Regions from separate parts of the Drosophila melanogaster genome. Here region 1 is linked to region 2. A link is a contact called in public Hi-C data. All regions are on one chromosome and are shown on one strand. The core of a region is the stretch at or near the end of the contact, and the rest is flanking DNA. Distances in the headings are between cores, read along the strand shown. Region 1 holds the start of Tim17a2. Region 2 holds the start of Gmppb (GDP-mannose pyrophosphorylase B).

Region 1 (5,005 bases), core at 1,605-4,104, 450 kb after region 2:
TTAAGTAGGTCCACAAATTTTCAATGGGGTTCAGATCAGGACTCTGAGGGGGCGTATCGATCACTTTACCACAGTTATAAGGGCGCCAGGTGCGTACATTGCACTCTTTATGTTTCTGATCATGTCCTCTTAAAATATAAAATTTGGCTTGTTGTTGCTAACTAGATCAAATTTTTCTGCACTGGCCTTCAAATTTGTTTTTTAAAATTCCTAGATATTGCACGGCAATTATTGTGCCCTCAATTAAGGCTAGTTTTCCCACTCTACGGCTGGTGATACAGCCCCAAACCAACAGTGACATTTTTCCAAATTTTATCGTTGGAATGATATTTTGTTTTTCTAGCGCACTCAACGGTTTGCGCCATACTCTGCTTGGCCCGTCGTTATAAAAGAGCATCATTTTTGTTTCGTCACCAAATATGACGTCATCCCAGTACTCTTCCGCATGATCCATCATGCTCACTGCGAATAAATGACGCTTTTCAATATTGGCATCTGATAGCAAAGGGTTTTTCCTTGCAACTCTTGAAGAGTACCTATGGCGTAGGATGACTTGGCGCACAGTTTCGTGTGACACAGCTAGGTGACATTCTTGCCTGATATCTAGAGCAAGTGATCTGACCGAGATTCGGGGGTTCGCAATCACTATTCGCATAATAAAGCAGTCTACACGCTTTTTAATTTTAATTTTCCGCCCACCACCACTCTTAGGTTCAAGCCTGCCCTCTTTTTCCGAGCCTTTTAAAACATTGTAGACGGTCTTACGGGATACAGGAAACATTTATACTAATTCTGGAAAAGATTTTTCCAACTGGTGGTTATAGTTTATTAATTGGGTAACTTCAAAAGTTAATCTCTTTCCAGGCATTTTATTAAATTTAATAATTCGCTTTAAGCACGTTTGATCAGCAAAATTTCACAAGCAAAGTCAACAAATTTCAATAGAAGCGTTGTAAAAAGCAATGCAAAGCCAAAAATAACGGAAAAATCGAGTTCGTTCTAAGAAAAAGAACAAAACAAAGTAGGAAAACAAAATGTGTAAAGAGTTTCTTGACAGTCTTAAAAGTGTGTAAACTTGGAATTCGTTGTTTATTTTCTTGTATATTTAATATTTTGAATTTGTTTTTTGATTTATAAATAAAATAAATATTGTTTAATTATATTATTTAAAAAAATTTCGTTTAATTAAGCAAAAAACCCTTAATTTTTAGCTTTAAAGTCAAAAATTCAACTTATTTCACAGTGTGTAAACAGTTTCTTGACAACGTACATAGATCGAGCAAAAACTTGTACAAGAAAAATGCCACTCAGATATTGATGAGTTATTTTCAATATCTTATTGAAAACATCCAAATGACTCGGTAGAATAGATTTTCTACGTTTTGGTGCAAGCTTATCTTGAATTTGATTAGCCATGATTTCACCTGATAACTAGTTATTAAATGTAACTGAACCAAGCACCGCGATTAGCTAGCCGACCGCACACTTGAAGTTGCGTTTGCAGTTTGTCCCGGAGCGAAATCTATAGCCCCAAATATACCCCACTAGGTGCATCCTCCTGCTCGTAGCCCCCTATCGTCTTCACTTGCACATCAAGTCAATTACGATAAGCGGTTACGTGCCCACTCCTGAGAAGCCTCACGAATCAACAGCAGAACATGACACAGCTGATGACATATCGCTCATATGGCGCTGAAGTTTATGGTTTTCGCGATCCTCAAGCTTCTTCGCAGCTGATTTATTGGTTGTTGATATACAGCTTATACTAGTTACCTCGCAAAAGGTCCTATAACACAAATCAAAACATTGAATAGCACTGCTAGATCATCTTAGATCGCTTGGGTGAATTAGTATAATTGTATTAGCCAAACCATGGCTCATTTTGGAACTGCTGCTGTTAAAGTATACACAAATCATATGATATAATATTACAGGTGTTCAAGGTAAAGCTTCCAATCCAATGGGGAACCAGGAAAGGACTCTTTAGGAGACAAACACTTGGTGTTGGTTTTAGATTGATGTCTGCACGTACTACATAGGCTGTCCGATATTCTCAGACGTAAAAGTTTAAAAATAGAAACAGTTTGTTTTCCCATTCAACTCATCGCATTGTCAGATGAGATTCGTAATTGCCCTGCGATTTGACTGTCTCCGGATTGCTAACATTCTGCTCCGAGATGGCACCTCTCGAGTCGAGTATTTATTTACCTTCGGCATTACGTGCCCGGCCGCATAGTGTATATGGCACCCATGCCCGATCTGATAGCACCTGCAATCGCAGCCGGACTCGCATTCTTCCGGGCGGAGGTGCTGACTTTGTAATTATTCTGTTGCGCAGTTTGTTGCGTCCAAATCTTTAATACTCGCTTATTTATTTTGCTTTGCACCCCGGCATTAACGAATACAACAAACATGAACCGCACACATCGGAGCACATATAGAAATTTGTTCGTAATTTTATCTTTCAGCCAATCCGGCTGAGTCATCATCAACCCCACACTGTGCAGTAAATTATTTTGTGTTCCTGGATGTGCAGTTGTAGCTAATAAGTGCAACATATGAACTAATTCAGATAACTTCCCACCCGATAGTTATGATATTTTCTTTTTACTTGGATACACAAATAAAAGCCTTCATTTTTCTATGTTACTGTTGCAAATCGATTTTGTCAGGTGCAGTATTTTCTACCTTCTTATCGCCCGAAGTGGGTGGGTGGTCCGTTCGGCCGGGAGGTCCGGAGCGTTTTGCCTACGTGCCGGGAATACGCAAGCGTATCGTTCAAATCGTGTTATCAGAGTTTAGCGAATGCCTTAGCTCCGAGATTTCAATCTGCGGCGGGATGTGTTGTTCTTTATCAAACAATTAGCGCAGTCGGACCGACGTGATCTCATTTCCAGGGGCTTGCAAAATTCCGTCATTGTTTAGAAATGTGCTAAAATACATGTGTCAAGCAACTTGCTGGGAAAAACAAACAATACGGTTGCGCAAAACTCGATGAACAGAAAAAGTCGAAAAAACCGCATCTTGTCGCCACCGAATTCCAATTTGAATCAGCAATATTGATAGGAAAAGTCAATATGGAATCAATCCATTCGCGGATAGTTTGCTCTGCTACTTTTTGATTTGCCTAAGATTCAGCCAGAATGCATTCACCTTAGCGTTGCTCACCTCATTTTTTTTCATTTCCGAACTTGAATGTCTAAATGTAGTTTTGAAAGCAGAGAAAGTGCTTTCCAGTTTAAATCAAATAAAGTTTATTTAGATCGAATATCTTGCGATGTGAACTATGCAACCATTGGAAACATTAGAAATATAAAACTATTGCAATGGTATTTAGTTTAAAAATATTCGTAAATTTCCTAGGGATTTCCTTAAAGGTTCCCCTTTTCTATTTATGTTATCCACTTCCAATTGGGTGTAAACCCATGTCTGTGGTCTCCTTCAGCTGTGTGATGGATTCCCAGTGATGGATCTCGAACCCAGTGCGAGCCCGAGCGAGCTACGTAGGCAGACGCACGTCACCAAGGTCGACTGCCACTCAGTGCGTGTGCGTCGCCACGCCCCTCTCCCAGGTGCTTCTCCGCCCACCAAAAGGGCTGCGAGTTGGTGTGGTACACGTGCCGCAGTCGCCGTTGTCGCACGTAATACATCACAGACAAAAAGGGCGCCAATCGATCATTACAATGTACACGAAAACGTGTTTGCACTAAAAGAAATCAGTTCAGTTTAGTGGCCATTTTGCTTCGAAACTGGGTTGTGTGGGACTTATTATTATTGTTAGCCCAAGGGTATTACCAAATAATAAATAATGTATAGACAGGACAGAAGATAGAATAATCTTTATTCCTATTCCATAAGATACTTTTGATATTTTTCGTTACCAATTTTATGACTGATTTATTTATTATATATATATATTATATTATTATATATATTATATATCTTGGTTACAGAATGTTGGGCAGATTTCTGGGATATTTCTTTATTTTAATGGCGCTTTAAAAGGTCTCCCCGATTTCTCTGCGTGCACGTTGTTTGGCGGCGACTTTGAACTGGGCCGTTGACCCAATTCTTTGGTTCGCACATTCGCCTAGCTTCCGCGTGCTTCCGCCGTTCTGTGCCTCATCTTCGTTAGTGTTTCTTAAGCATTTTTAGCAGATATTTGTATCAAACATTTTAAATATCTACATTATCGCTGACCTTCTCACACTCCCTTCGCTGGCGACCATCTCTTTCTGACTCACTTGGCTCTCGCATTAACGCCTGTGCGTGTGGCTTCTTTGCGTTTGTATGGGTCGCTCGCATGTGCGTGTGCCAATTGCGCATTGGTGTGTGTGCTGGGCTACGTGACGATTGTTGCGCTTGTCTTTCTGCCTTACTGTTTGCCTCCGCTTTTCCCCGCTTTTACGTTTGCAATTGGTTTGGCTTGGCAGAGAGTGTTTAAACTCTCTTGAAGGGCAAGCGGAACGAGTAGCTTCCTCCCGCTTTCTGGAACCTTGCGGGGTATCCGATCCCATAAATTGCACGTTCAGTTCGGTTTTTCGCTATCTGCAGCTGCCTTTTACCTTTTACCAATATGTACGTATTTTTCATTATTTGCTCTCACCTACCAAGGTGCTGCTTATCGCCTTAAGCGGCTGCTTCTCCTTCGATTATTTAGCTGCTTCCCAGGCCCCCAACTTTCTGATTTACTCGTAGTTTCATGGACGCTCTGAGATAGTGATGAACGGATTTGGGAGGCGGACAGAAAATAGCTAGAAAAATTTGGTTACAGCAAACGAACTACAATTTGTAGTCCAAACTAAACCTTTTCTACGATCTTGATGTTATCGTATTAAACGATTGTATTCCGAATCCGGGATAGACGTACAGTTCACCTTAGCCAATTTTGAACTGGGGTTTAAATGCCTCAAGTATTGCTCGTAGATGTCCATTTAATTTATAAACGTTAACACATGTTCGACTAACACACCAGAATTCGAGCACTCATAATCTAGTTTTTGGC
Region 2 (4,970 bases), core at 1,829-4,328:
ACCTGAATACATCAAGTCGCATTTATTACAGCTATGATAAACATACCAGCTCTTAGGCTACATACAAACAGCTGGCAGAATAGAGTGCAGAACCACATCCTGTCGTACATCGATCTGCAGATGGATGGAATGCTCACGGTCAATGCCAATAGTCAGTTCTTCGTTAGGGAGTTGAAGTGCTCCAAAGAAGGCCGAGGCTTTCCTTGAATCCACAGAGCAGGACGCTTCCTGCTGGGATCCTGACACAGTTCGAATTAGTAATTTCTGGAATCGACTAGTCACAGTGGACATTTCAGAGGTGGCTATTACATTGAGCTCTCCGTCCACGTTGACCTGAAACTCCAGGCTGGGTGATATATTCTTCAGCTTGTCAATGAGACTTTTGAGCAATCTTAGGCTTGGTAGGCCCAAAGCCAACTGTGAGTTTGGAACTCTGGGTACAACGTAGGCAGACCAATCGCTGCCCGGGATTATGGTCACTGGAACATCGTGCACCACTTCACGGGCTTCTGTTGAAGACGACGTAAGCACCGAGGCTATTACCGAAATGCACGGAAACTGAATTCTTTGAAGCTTCAGTTTGCAGCTGTTTACGCCTCCACCACGAAGCACAGATAAAGCTCTTCCGAGATTCGCCGAAGACACGCCTAGAACTATGTACTCCTGATCCGGGTGAGCAGCCTCCATGCGATACTCCGGAAAATACTCCTCAGCTGTAATTCCTGCCCAAACCAAGGGCGATGCAGCGGAGCTCTGATCCTCGTTCACGATAAAATGCATCTGCCGAGAGCCCAGAATCATCACACAATCTTTCGCCAGCTTGGTTAAAGTGGCCACAATGGCCTGGAACTCTTTCATGTACAGCGGATCCTGCATCAGTGCGCGGAACTTCATCTTGTCAGCAAAGAACTGTACAAGATCAGAGCAGGATCGTAATGATCAGGAAATAAAGGGAGAAAAAAGAACAAAAAACAGAGTCAAGCCGGGCAACCAAAAACTAAAAAGGCATCCAAATCTACGCAGCGTTCCCTTAGGGTTGCCGTTCGCTAAATCTCAAATATTATACAAAATAGTTTTCATTTTCCATATAACCATAGCGCTGAGACTGAAATCTGGGCTATCCAATAACTGTAGAATTCGCAATTGTTAAAAATGCAACAATGCATAATGGTCATTGCAATATTTTGATTTATTATAAAAATCGATTTGTATGGAACAGGGGAAAAAGAGCTAACCCAAGCTCAATATTTCAGATGTTCAACAGTTTATAGTACACCCTAATTCAGAGGAATTGCATTAAATGCCATTTGTTAGCACTAATCCTATTTGAGACGACCCAATCAGTCAGTTGATATTTCGAATAAACTGTTTTGCCATTCTCGTAATATTTCATTCTTAGGAATTACACGGATTATTTATTTTTTGATCGGAGTCATTTACGTCCCACTCACTTAACATTTTAGGTAAGTCTTGGATCTGGGATGGACGTCATCTGGGTCAGCAGACGAAGCAACCTGATCAAAGGGTTCTAAGTTGGGATGAAGACGACGAATACGAGACGACTTCGGGACCCCTTTTCGGGTGGTTAATGAGGTGTGTGGACTACGGCACCAGAGGGAGGGGATGGGTCGGTTATCCGACTTGGTCTCCACTCGTTCTCACTCTTTTCTTTTCTTCTCGAGTTCGAATTTTTGAGTTCAATGTACAAAGGCGCACACACACACGGGCGCCAGCGAACCCACACACACAGCACACTCGCTCGTCCATCGCACATACACACGGCGAATGATGAAAACGGAAGAGGGAGGGGGAAGGGAAAGAAGAGCCAGGCAAACAAAGCGCAGAGCGAGTTCCGAGTTGTGTTTTGGCTCTTCTTTTCATTTATTTATTTGTATTTTTGTTGGTGGGCGAAGCGGTGAGCAGAGAGCAGGCTAAACGAAACGGAGCTCGACGAAATGAAGCACGCAGTCAGATACAAAGACTGCCTCGTTCTCCTTGCACACAAAGTCATCAAACGACAGACAGGATTTGTACGGCTCAAGTGTAGGGGCGGCTCCAGGGTTGGCTCCCGGGGCGGGGAGGGTGTTGCCAGGGGGCTCCGGGGGCGGAAATCAAATTATATCCCGTCTAGGGGGTCAAAATATTTCCTTTCGCAGTTCAATCAACCTTCAAGGTTATTGATAATGAAAATGAGCTCAAACGTTTATGCGTGGCAGAGTGGTTAGTGGATAACAAGAAATTTGGCAGTACCTCAGCGATTTTCCATTTGCTTTTAAGAGTTCTTTCAGAAATGAACTGGTACTTACCATATTTTGTTCTTTCCATACACATGGGTTGTTTGAGTTGCTGTATAAGTTGACAAAGCTAGTAATACTATGGCATCAGGAATGAAGGAAGCATACAAAAACTGATGTAATAATCCCTAAAATTCAGAAAAAGTACGTCACTGAGTTCTCCGGGTTGAGTTTTGTTCAGTGCAATGAGGGCTATTTTATGACATTTAGTAGGCCTTTTAGGAAGGGCAACTCTAGCTCGCACGACAGTGCTGCCTATTTGGCAATCAGCTGTTTATTTTTTCTCTTTAAAAATTGACCTATGACGTCACAGCAGCATAGCGAATTTCACAAAGAAGCGAAAAAAAATAATGGCTACACAAATATGTATATATATGTATCTGCTTTCTTGCTGAAACCCTCGCGTCATTGAAACGTATCTAAACGTATGTATCTATGTACATATGTACGTTAACAATTAAATATTAAAATTCAAACAAATGCTGGAGAGGGGAGGAAAGAATATTAAAGTGCTGAAAAGAGGCCAAAAATTGATCAGAAAATAAATATGCTGAGAATAAGAAACGTGATTGCCTTGCAGTCTCACTCACTAACTCACACACACTCACTCTAAATACATACATACATGCTAGCATGGATGGAGCACCACCCGCTGAAGTTTGCAGCATAAATAAAAGAGAAAGTAAAACTAAACAAGATGCGCTCGACCCCCACCCACCCCTTATCAAATAAAAGAAAATACCAACTCGAATAGAATAAAAAGACACACATACGTATTCATCAGTGGATAACCTACACGAAAGACGATCAAAATTGATTTGCGAGAAAATTCTATTCGTAAATTTATCAACTAACTATTTGGAAAATCATTCATTTGGAATTGTAATCACCTATGCACTTTGGTATAAGCTTTTCTGTGCACATTTTCCTGGAAAATGAATGAGACTCCTCGGCAGCCATTGTAAAAATCAATATTGGAGATTGCCCTCAGAAAAAAGTGCACTTAAACCCAGATGTCACTCAATCAAAAACTTCTAATTGGGAAAGCACAAATTTACCACACTTTTCCGAGCCTTCGAAAGGCATAAACCTTCACAAATCGGTGGGAAAAAGTAATAGAGGAAAATACAATTCGGTCGACATTTTGTTTTCCGTCTCGCTGGTGCCTATTTGAAACGTAAGCGTGTGTATGTGTGCGTATGTGTATCTCGTCTGAGCTCGGAGCCCCATAAAATCAGTGGTCAAATTACTTCTTCGTATCGCCATAGGCTCGCCTTTGCAAAGCTTTTTGGTCTCCATGGCGTCCGCAGCAGTCGCACTTACCTTTCAACCAAATGCAGAAGTTTTCTCTAAGTATGCACAGTTTTTATACACTCAGCAATTTTCACACGCGACGGAAAACAATGTGCACCAGTGAGACCGCGTCTTGCTACGAACGACTATCGACATCGAAAACCGATAACGATACCGATGGGGAATGCTTTGTTTATTTGAATGTGAACGATGCATTTGGGGCCTTCCGTTACCTTCGCCGCAGACCGCATTTGGTTTGTAGGCGATATGCATGGTAATTATAATTATAGTGATTTAATTAATTACAATTATAATTGTATTAATGTATACAGAAGTATACTTTATACATAAACTTACATTGAGTTGCGTTTTCAAGAATAAGTATTGCGAAACTTTTAAGTAAGCTATAAAAAGCTGAATTTCTACTGTACATTTTAGGATTTTCTTTTTGATATATTTTGAAATGTAGGGAATAGTCAAAACAGTAATGCCGTTGAAACCTTAGAAACCATCAACCCGTTTTGCTCTCTACAATATTATTCGGGAATGCTCCGGTAATCGAATTCGTAAGAAAATTTTAATTTGTAAAACGGCCTTTTAAAAAGTAAATGCCTTTTTTATATCAAATCAGATCTTATTAACTAAGGGGAAAAAATAGTTTGCTGGTCTATTGATATTTATTAATTGATGTTTATGTTCCACATCACCATAAGATCATTTTTAGACTTAGTTATATTAAACAAAAGTAATTTCTGACCCCACCTGAAATTTGACAAACAAAATTTTGCAGTTGGCAACAAAAAGTTTCGATTTGGCAAGTGTTCATAATTATGTCGACAAAAGCTATCAGGAAGACTGCTATACTATTGGTGAAACAATACAGTATAAACAGTATAAATGCATATAAGATGTAATGAAAAAAAATTCGTAATTAATTTAAAGGAGGGTCGAAAGTACTGTTCGTAAATAATACTATTTAATTTAATTACTTAAATGGACAAAGTGCAGTGCGAACATCGGAACTAAAACTGTGAAAAAATTGGTCGCTCCATTGTCTGGAATACAGCTTAGACATCTGTTTCCTGTTTACAAAACATTCCGATCGCAAAAATTCCGCGAAAACCCGAGCACCTAAAAACGAAGTCGAAAGATTTTGCCAAATCGTAATCGAAAAAATATTACTATTACCGGAACATGCCTGATTGTGGTCTTTAGATAGGTTATTTAATTTAAATTAAACTGAAAAGTATTTTTTAAGATTCTTCAATTTAACAAGAAATGAATTTTAATAAATTTTATTAATTTAGCGTAAAATGTTCGGTGGAATCCGGCTATCAGCGCTGCTGCGAGTGGGACGAAGCGCAATCATCGCCATCTTCCGAT

What was found. A called contact is a pair of places that touch in the nucleus more often than the background predicts.
Region 1: a Hi-C map of the Kc167 cell line shows a contact between it and region 2, with 2.3 times the contacts expected there. A contact is called at or near these places in 3 of 107 Hi-C or Micro-C datasets (the Kc167 cell line, the ML-DmBG3-c2 cell line and embryo) and 1 of 7 datasets of targeted methods (the Kc167 cell line).

Annotation. Positions count from the first base shown.
Region 1 is chr3R:5,259,838-5,264,842 of dm6, forward strand. It overlaps Tim17a2, which reads right to left and starts at 2,855. Exons shown (of 2, transcript NM_141267.3): 1 at 2,689-2,855. All of the region lies in intron 1 of Hph (HIF prolyl hydroxylase), which reads left to right. lncRNA:CR45793 (long non-coding RNA:CR45793) reads right to left here and starts at 4,674. Exons shown (of 1, transcript NR_133327.1): 1 at 3,920-4,674.
Region 2 is chr3R:4,808,366-4,813,335 of dm6, forward strand. Gmppb (GDP-mannose pyrophosphorylase B) reads left to right here and starts at 3,079. Exons shown (of 5, transcript NM_001300235.1): 1 at 3,079-3,861; 2 at 4,895-4,970. It overlaps ctrip (circadian trip), which reads right to left and starts at 3,731. Exons shown (of 11, transcript NM_001300233.1): 1 at 3,618-3,731. Hus1-like (Hus1-like,) reads right to left here and starts at 3,731. Exons shown (of 2, transcript NM_058078.4): 1 at 3,618-3,731; 2 at 1-909. The coding sequence starts at 894. The coding sequence ends at 58.